Linked DNA regions of Mus musculus: all the other regions are linked to region 2. A link is a contact called in public Hi-C data. All regions are on one chromosome and are shown on one strand. Each heading gives the region's core, a stretch centred on a gene start, on an enhancer-like site or on the middle of the called end of the contact. The rest is flanking DNA. Distances are from core to core; before and after follow the strand shown. Region 1 holds the start of Mast4 (microtubule associated serine/threonine kinase family member 4). Region 2 overlaps Mast4 (microtubule associated serine/threonine kinase family member 4). Region 3 has its middle 75 kb from the start of Gm41044.

Evidence for each region. Hi-C and Micro-C count contacts between places; a contact is called where the count stands out from the background.
Region 1: a contact with region 2 is called in a Hi-C map of cerebral cortex, with 4 times the contacts expected there. The contact joins the promoter of Mast4 here to the enhancer-like site in region 2. A contact is called at or near these places in 1 of 484 Hi-C or Micro-C datasets (cerebral cortex) and 2 of 115 datasets of contacts at active chromatin or transcription factors (neural tube and stem cell-derived neural progenitor cells).
Region 3: a contact with region 2 is called in a Hi-C map of bone marrow-derived macrophages, with 3 times the contacts expected there. The contact joins two enhancer-like sites.

Annotation. Positions count from the first base shown.
Region 1 is chr13:103,333,236-103,335,935 of GRCm38.p6, reverse strand. Mast4 (microtubule associated serine/threonine kinase family member 4) reads left to right here and starts at 1,444. Exons shown (of 29, transcript NM_175171.3): 1 at 1,444-2,100. The coding sequence starts at 1,744.
Region 2 is chr13:102,743,803-102,746,502 of GRCm38.p6, reverse strand. The region is part of intron 26 of Mast4 (microtubule associated serine/threonine kinase family member 4); the gene reads left to right. Among named protein-coding and RNA genes, the nearest start is that of 1700099I09Rik, 15 kb to the left of the region's middle. Within about 2 kb of position 1,317, at least 90 of the 459 cell types and tissues checked have an H3K27ac peak or open chromatin away from gene starts, as enhancers often do. A contact at or near this core is called in bone marrow-derived macrophages and cerebral cortex, where this site is marked.
Region 3 is chr13:102,088,358-102,091,057 of GRCm38.p6, reverse strand. No RefSeq gene overlaps it. Among named protein-coding and RNA genes, the nearest start is that of Gm41044, 75 kb to the right of the region's middle. Within about 2 kb of position 1,302, at least 40 of the 459 cell types and tissues checked have an H3K27ac peak or open chromatin away from gene starts, as enhancers often do. A contact at or near this core is called in bone marrow-derived macrophages, where this site is marked.

The DNA of each region.
Region 1 (2,700 bases), core at 195-2,694, 590 kb before region 2:
TTCAGGACAAAGCCGCCTGTCCAGACTAGATGAGCACCCCCCCCCCCGCCCCCATTATCACTTGTAAATACTAAGGTAGCATAAAAGGGCTCATTAGCCAACGGGGCTTTCAACTCCAGTCCTTTTCTCAAGGACCCTTGGCAGACCTGTTCTGACAGAGAGAAATGTAAAATTCTGGAGGACTCCTCGGCTTGAAGATCTGCAATGGCTTCGGTGTAATTCTTCCCCTCTTCTCCCACGGCACATTGTAGCACTTACCAGAGCTTTTAAACATGAATAATGAGGCGGTATTATGCAATATCAATCTCTCCCCCGACCACAAGCTCCTCAAGGGCAGGAGACCTGCCGTATTCATCTTTGTATCCCCTGCAACCAACTGGCACACATCTCAATCAACGTCTGTGGAATGGAAGCTGGCTGAATTTATACCTCGGGTCACGGTGTGGAGCTCAGACGGGTCTGGAGCTGAAGGCAAGTAGGACTCATTTATTTCTCGCTGCCTAACTCCGCACTGGCTTCCCAGCAGATCCAAGACACCACAAAGGTTAAGGTGATTATTCTGTTGGTGCTTTGGTGGAAGCTCTTTCTCCTTGTTCTTATAGGAAAGGAAAAATGAGGCCCCAGGTCGGCCGCGTTGTGCCTATGCAGGGCTAGAGAAAGCCAGTTAGGAATGTCCCTTAGCCCAGCGGCAGAACCGCAAAGAGCTGCTAAGACCGTTCTGATAAAGCCTGGTCCTAAACACAGAGCATCAGCTGTTTCCTTCCTTTGTCACAAGCGCGTGTCTTTGACTTAACTTTAGTTTCTAAGCAGAAATACAGAAAAATCATCTTTGGAGACCTTGGCTTGTGTCCAAGCCGGGAACTCTGCTGACACTTTATTTTGCTCTATCTAGTCTTATTGCCAGACAACATCGGTGTTGACGCTTCCCTTTACAATTTGAGGAAACTGAGGCCCAAGAGGTTTATCCAGAAAGAGGCTTGGAGATGGGCTGCGTTTGGATCCCCTCTCTCCACCCACCACGGACTTCGCTCTCTGCACACGGGTGGGAGCGTGAGTTTGCGCGTGACTGGCCGCGCGCTTCCGTTTTCACGCGAATCCTCCCGCCTAATTTCCCCGATTTCACTTTTTGGAGACTAAAAGTCCGGTTCTCCAAGGTCTCGCCTCACTCAGCCATCTCCCACCCACGTCCCAAGGACAGACGGCCACTCCCCCACCCATTTCTGAGTCCCAGACCGAGTTAAGTCCGCGGACTCCGCGTCGGCCCTGTGGATCCCCGCGCCGTGGGGCTGCCCCGCGCACCCAGAGCTCCCGCGGGATCGGGTGGCCCGCTCCTGGCCCCACCTCCCCTACCTGACGCCCGCGCGGCCAGCGGCTCCGCAGCCTCCGCCCACCAGCGCGCCTGCGCTGCCATTGGCTCCGCGGGCTGCCCGTCTCCTCCGCTCCGTCCCGGAGGCAGGTTTAGCGGGAGAAGCCGCAGTCCCGGCGGCTCGGGCGCAGCGCGGAGCGCCGATCGCGGTGGGCATGGCCCCGCGCGCGGGAGTCCATGTCAGCAGCCGAGCCACGGCGGCAGTGAACTTGGCGACGCGCTCCTGTGGTCCAACCTCTGTCATGTAGTCGCCGGCGGCGCTCCCCGCAGCCCGGGAGCCGCAGCGCGATCCAGACACAGCAGAGCAGCCGGGGCTTCTTCGGGAGGCGCCGAGCGCACCGCCACCCCTCGGACGGCACTTTGGGCCGAAAAGGGACATGGGGGAGAAAGTTTCCGAGGCGCCTGAGCCCGTGCCCCGGGGCTGCAGCGGACACGGCGCCCGGACCCTAGTCTCTTCGGCGGCAGCCGTGTCCTCGGAGGGCGCTTCCTCAGCGGAGTCATCCTCTGGCTCGGAAACTCTGTCGGAGGAAGGGGAGCCCAGCCGCTTCTCCTGCAGGTCGCAGCCGCCGCGGCCGCCGGGCGGCGCCCTGGGAACCCGGCTACCCGCCGCGTGGGCTCCCGCGCGCGTGGCTCTGGAGCGTGGAGTCCCTACCCTGCCGCTGCCGCACCCGGGAGGAGCGGTGCTGCCGGTGCCCCAGGTCAGCAGCGCATCCCAAGAGGAGCAGGATGAAGAGGTGGGCTCAGTCTGTCCCATCCCACACCCTCCAGGTCCCGGCTGTAGGGGCCCTTTAGGTCCCTTTGCGTGCGCGCTGGTGTCTTGGAGAGGGGAGGGAACTAAAGGTGCTCTGCTACAGCCTGGGATAGTGACTGTCAGGAGACTCTGTGGGTCCTTGACTTCTAGTGGTTGTCCTCGCGCGCTTGTCTACATGGGCTACCCGACCGTGTGCTTTGGAAGTGTCACTGAGCCGATCGATCCCTTCATGTCTGTATCTGCTTGGGTCCTTAGCTATTGAATGTGATCTGAAAGCTTGGCTTGTCCCCACAACTCATATCCAGATTCTTAGACGTGGGAATCGCTAATCACTGCGGTCTTGGATGGAGCGGGAGACCTGGAGCGTTTGACGCTGGTGGGAGTGGTGACTGTGGAGTTGCTTCTTGGGGTGTCAGAGACCAGAATACGCTGGAGTCGCCCGTGGGTGGTTTTGGTGGTCGCTTCACCTTTCATCCTGGGGAAGAGGAAGATTCCCCATGCTAAGCCTATCGCGCCGGCTCCTATTTGGACTCAGTGTCCAGAGGAGCGCTGTCACCAATCTGGATAGGATGTGTCTTGTTCA
Region 2 (2,700 bases), core at 68-2,567:
TCAGGGAAATAGCTGATGGGGAGCTGAGGTTATAGTTCCGTTGGTAAAGTACTTCCCTGGCAAGCATGGGGACTTGAGTTTGATCCTCTAGAACAGTGGTCCTCAGCCCCCTAATGCTGTGACCCTTTATTACAGTTCTCCATGTGGTGGTGGCCCCCAGTCATAAAGTATTTTCATTGCTACTCCATACAGTAATTTTCTTACTGTTATGAATCCTAATGTGAATATCTGACATGTGATCCCCTAAAGGGGTTATGACCCACAGGTGGAGAACCACTGCTCTAAAACCACACGGGGTGCAGACACCTGCAGTCAGTGGCACTTGTGCACTCACCACTGGGGAGTAGAGACAGGAATGTCACAGGCTTTGCTGGTCAGCCAGGTCAGCCTACTTGGTGAGTTTCAGATCATGTATCAAGAAACAAGGATGTCTTCTGGCCTCACATGCTTGTGCGTGTGCACACGTGCACGCACACACACACACACACACACACACGATCCTACACAAAACTCATACACATACATAGCTAATGAAGCAAGAGTACTTGGCACCCGCCAGGCTCTGCTGGGTTTTACACAAATTCATGTGACCCTCGGTTCTTCTCTGAGGCAGATGCTATAAATAGAGGTGTCCCCATTTTCCAGACACACAAACCAAAGTAGAGAGCCATGAGCAAGGCAGCCACAACCATCTGCTAGGTCAGTGATTTCAACCCAGGCAGCGTGAGTCAGAGGCTGTGCTTTCAGTGCCTACCACACACTTCTCCAACACAAGCATCTAATTAGGAGTGCCTCATCATCCAGTGCTCACAGTAGGAAGGCCTAGCATCACCAGGCTATAATCAAAGTGCTAAACCTAAGGAACAGACTGTAAACGTGGCAGAAGTTCCCAAGAAGGAAAGACTACTGGCATCGAAAAAGCTCAAGAGAACTGAGGGTTAATCTGTACAGGCCTTAAATGATGGTTCGGGGAGTTGAGGAGAAGTAGGGATAGCCCAGGCAACATGGATAGAAATGCAAATGTGAGGTGGGTGGGTCTCAGGTGTTGGGAAGTACACAGTGAGCCTAGTAGGTTGAGGCCTTGGTTCATGTTGGGGTAAGGTGTGCTAGCAGGCTGGAGCTAGGGCGGAGGATGAGAGTCAGGGCCACAACACAAGGGAGGCCAGAAGGAAGAAACCTTGACTCAGTTCAGCCCACTTAAAACTTCTCCTCTCCCCTTGTGCACTGAAACCCGGAAAGACTTGCAAGTCAGAGCAAACTAAGCAGACATCTAGCAGTCAGCTTGCCTAGTTCTGTTGCTGCTGCTATTGTTTTCTCAGACAGCTATCACAGAGTTCTCTCACGCCCCAGCTTCCTTGTAGCTCCTGCTGTAGCTAGGTGGATCCACTAGGTGGCAGGCTTCGCAAACAGCACCCAGTATTTTTTTTTTTCTATTCATTTACCATTTCTCCTGATGCTTCTGATTAATATTTGCATGATGCACCTTGTGCATTTTTTACTACAGGAGCTGTCTTTGGTGTATGAATATCAGTCCAACAAACCGCTTTTTGAAAAGTCATAAGTAGAAACAAACAAAAAGTAGGTTTAGCTTTTGTGGAAGGGGGCATTTATTCAGAGCCTCAATACATGCTGAGTCAGCGGGCCCTGCTCCTCTCCATTTTCTAGTGAGAAGCACTCATGATTTGTACTCTAATTTATCATTCACAATTTTATCATGCTTATGCCTCCTTCGTTTTTCAGTGATCTAGTTCTCTGAGCATGCCCCACATGGCCCATGATGGTTTGCTGACCGCCACTGTGGTGGACACAAGCCAGGCACTGGAGAGGTAGAGGGGACCAAGCACCCGCTGCCCATGCGGAGCAGATCGGGAAGGAGGGGCACTGGGGGATGAAGGACAGAGTAGCCAGACTTTGATGGTTCCATTTACCACCATGACTCTGAGAGCAAGAATCTCAGGGGTCCTTGAAACTGTTATCATTATCTATAGTCCAACAATGACAGTCCTTTCTCACCTCAGGAGTAGTGACCCAACCCTCGGATCTTGATTATAAGAATAAAGATTATACATGAGAATGACTTTAAAGCTAAATTGTATTTTTAAAACACCAGGTGGCATTGTTAGCCTCCTACTAGGATATGAAAGTCTGAGCCAGGTGTGACGGGACATAACCACAATTCTAGCCCTCCAGAGGCTGACGAGGAAGAACTGGCACATGTTTGAGACCAGTGTGGGCTACCCTGTGAGTTCTGGGCTAGCCTGATCTACAGTGTTAGACTGTGCTTTAAAAAAAAAAAAAAGGCAATGTTGAGATGCATTGGAATACAAGCCCCAGTGGCTCATGGGATATCAACCTAGTGATCATATGGAGGTGTGTGTGCACTCAGTATAGGAAAGTAGCAAAGAACACTTTTGAAAGATAAGTCCCAGCAGCCTTGTTGCCCCTTTTCATCCCATTCATGAAGGCCTCCTTCCACGAATCTTCAATAGCGAATTTTCCACTTGGTGAGAAATAAGCCAACCTCTCCCGTTAAAGAAAATGTAAATGTTTTAAAGTTTTGCACCTACATGTAGGACATATGACTTACCTTTCTGTTGGAATTCAGACCCCACCTACCTAAAATATTTTCTGCAAATCTATTATTAGGTGGGAGATTATACTTCTAAAATGATATATGAAGAGCTATGAAGGCAATAATAA
Region 3 (2,700 bases), core at 53-2,552, 660 kb after region 2:
CTACTAACTTCCCAGCCACTTCTTCAGGTTCACTTGGCTGACCAGCCGATTTTCACCAAGAGGAAATGCTTCACCATCCGAGACAAAGAGGTGCACTCACAAACATCAGTCCTCCGCGCTCTAGCTCTGCTTTTATGGCAGACCCTTTGCTACACAAGAATGGTTGTCATAGGAATCAAATCACTTGGCAAAATTTAAAAGATCCATTGACTTAAAGAAAACCTCCTGGGCTATAAGCTATCAAAGGAAGGCGTTTTGCCATTACTGTTGCTAGCAATCTGCTTTTATTCAGAGTTGCCCACCAGTAGGCTGGCATCATTTTTAGGACAGATATCTGATGCCACAACATTTTCTCAGTGCAACACTTTTTCAAACAGAGAGCAAATTATTTTGCTTTGAATTTTGGTAAAGAGAATAGTAATGATTATAAAGATAACAAGGACAGAACTATTAGTCAGTGTTGTGATACGGTCCAGGGAAGAATGGTCACTCCTAATCCTGCCCCATGACATGGTATAGTTGTAGCATCACCAAATTCAGCTGCTACATGCTGGAAGACAGGCATGTTCTGGCTGTTTGTATTCTGATGGTAATTCTGCTTCAAGAGGGGCTGCCCTGATGAGGAGTGGAACAAGTACTAAGGTGATTTCATATGAAACTTCTCATTCTAACTGGTCAAATAAAGGCTACGGTCTGTGATTGGGCAATGGGAGGGAAAGGTGGGGCTGGAGATTTTAGAGAGTGGGGGAAGAGTAGGGAATGACAGAAGAAGGACAGAGGGCGGGAGAAGAGGTGAAAGGAAGATGGAGCAGAACCACATGGTCTAGAGAAGCCACAAATAGCAAGGGATCTCATAGCTGGGGAATAGGTTAGTGTAGTGGTGTGCGGCTTATATTATAACTATGTTATGTGTTTTTGCATGGGCTTATTGGGTTTGGGGATTTACTGCAACACAGACACATGTTCACTATGCATCAAAAATGACTGTGTAACCTAGAAATGAGGTTTAGATTCATAACTCCTATTTTTTAAAAGTATGTTTTCTTATTGCTTTTCTTATCTTTGTATAAAATTCGCCCTTCCGTTATCATCTGTTCATGTTTACAGAAGACCTAGGCCCAAAACTGTAACATGTGTTGCTACACAGTTCTAAGGAGACACCCCTGGTGACCTCCTTTTGTGGCAGCCAAAATCCACATGCTCATTACCCAGAACCTGCAGAGCAGTTGGAGGAGTAAGACTCGTTAGCGCAGTTGACTGTCTGTCCAGGGTGCACAAAGCCACCGGCAGGAAACAGGAAACTCAAACTTCGTTATTTGCTGGGGGAGGAATTGATTCATCATGAGTGCATCATCTTTGGCAGGCAGCTCTCCAGTCATCTTCTGTTGCTGAGGCCAAGCAGAGGAGGAGGGAGCCCGGGAGTTAAGGTGGGGGTTAGGAGATTTCTATAGGATTCATTTCCACTCACCTCCCAGAGGCCCCATGCTAATAAGAGCAATAATCACCATTTATGATTGTTTAATATATGCCCAGTTCCCAGCTAAGTGCTGTCTGTGCACTAGCTAACCTAATCTTTAAAACACCTCCCCCCACCCCCGGAGATAAGTATAATGAACTCCTTTTTGCACATTAGGAAACATAGACTTGGAGAAGTTAAGTAACTCGCCTAAAGCACACATCTGGCAGGTGTTGGAGTCCGGACTCAAATTCCAACCTCATCTGACTCCATAGCTCTATCCTTAATCATGCTATGTGACTACTTCCCCTGAAAATTAGAAGCCACTCAGTCTTGAAAAAATTAGAAAGCCACTCAGTCTCACCTTACAACTGCATAAAGAATCCCCTTTGTATACACATCTATAAATAACACATTGTCATCTAATTCACTGTCACCCTCCAATGAGGGGTGGCCACTGCAAAGCCTTATGTTTCTCAAGGTGAAACCCATATCACTCGTGCACATCCATTCTTTGGGTCTTTTGTACCCAGGAGCCATGAAAACTGCGTGTTTCTCCTTCAGTGGTCCATCACATTTACAAAGATGAAATGAAATTAGGTTTTTTATGTTACTGCAAAGAAATGCATAATGGAATTAATTGCAATCTCGGCATTTTTGTTTGTTTGTTTGTTTGTTTGTTTGTTTGTTTGTTTAGGGATAAAACAGGAGACGATAAAAATTAGCTTTTACATGGAATAACACCAGAAGCTCCGAGTCCAACCCTTACCTGCTATTCCCTCTGTCATTACTGTCAGGATTCAGGTTTCCCTCTTCTGATTCCTTTTCCATGTTAATGTGTAAGGATTGGCTGCTTGGACTAAGGCAAAAGTCATCTTTGGCACCTGAATTTAAGACTTACATTCACCATGATTACCTCTCATCTGCTGTCTTCCTAGTCACAACAGGCTTTTGCCCCTCAGAGTCATAAGTCACTTGTCTATAAAATAAGAATGACATCATTAACTTCCCAGAAATGTTGGGAGGATTCAATGAAACAAGAACCAAGGCTCCAGCATGTTGTTGGCACATGATAACCATGAAGACTTTTCCCATCATCCCCTGAAATCCATGCCATTCATTAGTATGTCCCCACTGGTGTCTCACTGCAGTCTCTTGAACGTCTACTTGCAATGAATGACTTTGGAGAGCTACCTTGGTGAAAGGTTGTGTCTCAAGCTCCATCGGACTCCTCCCTCACTACT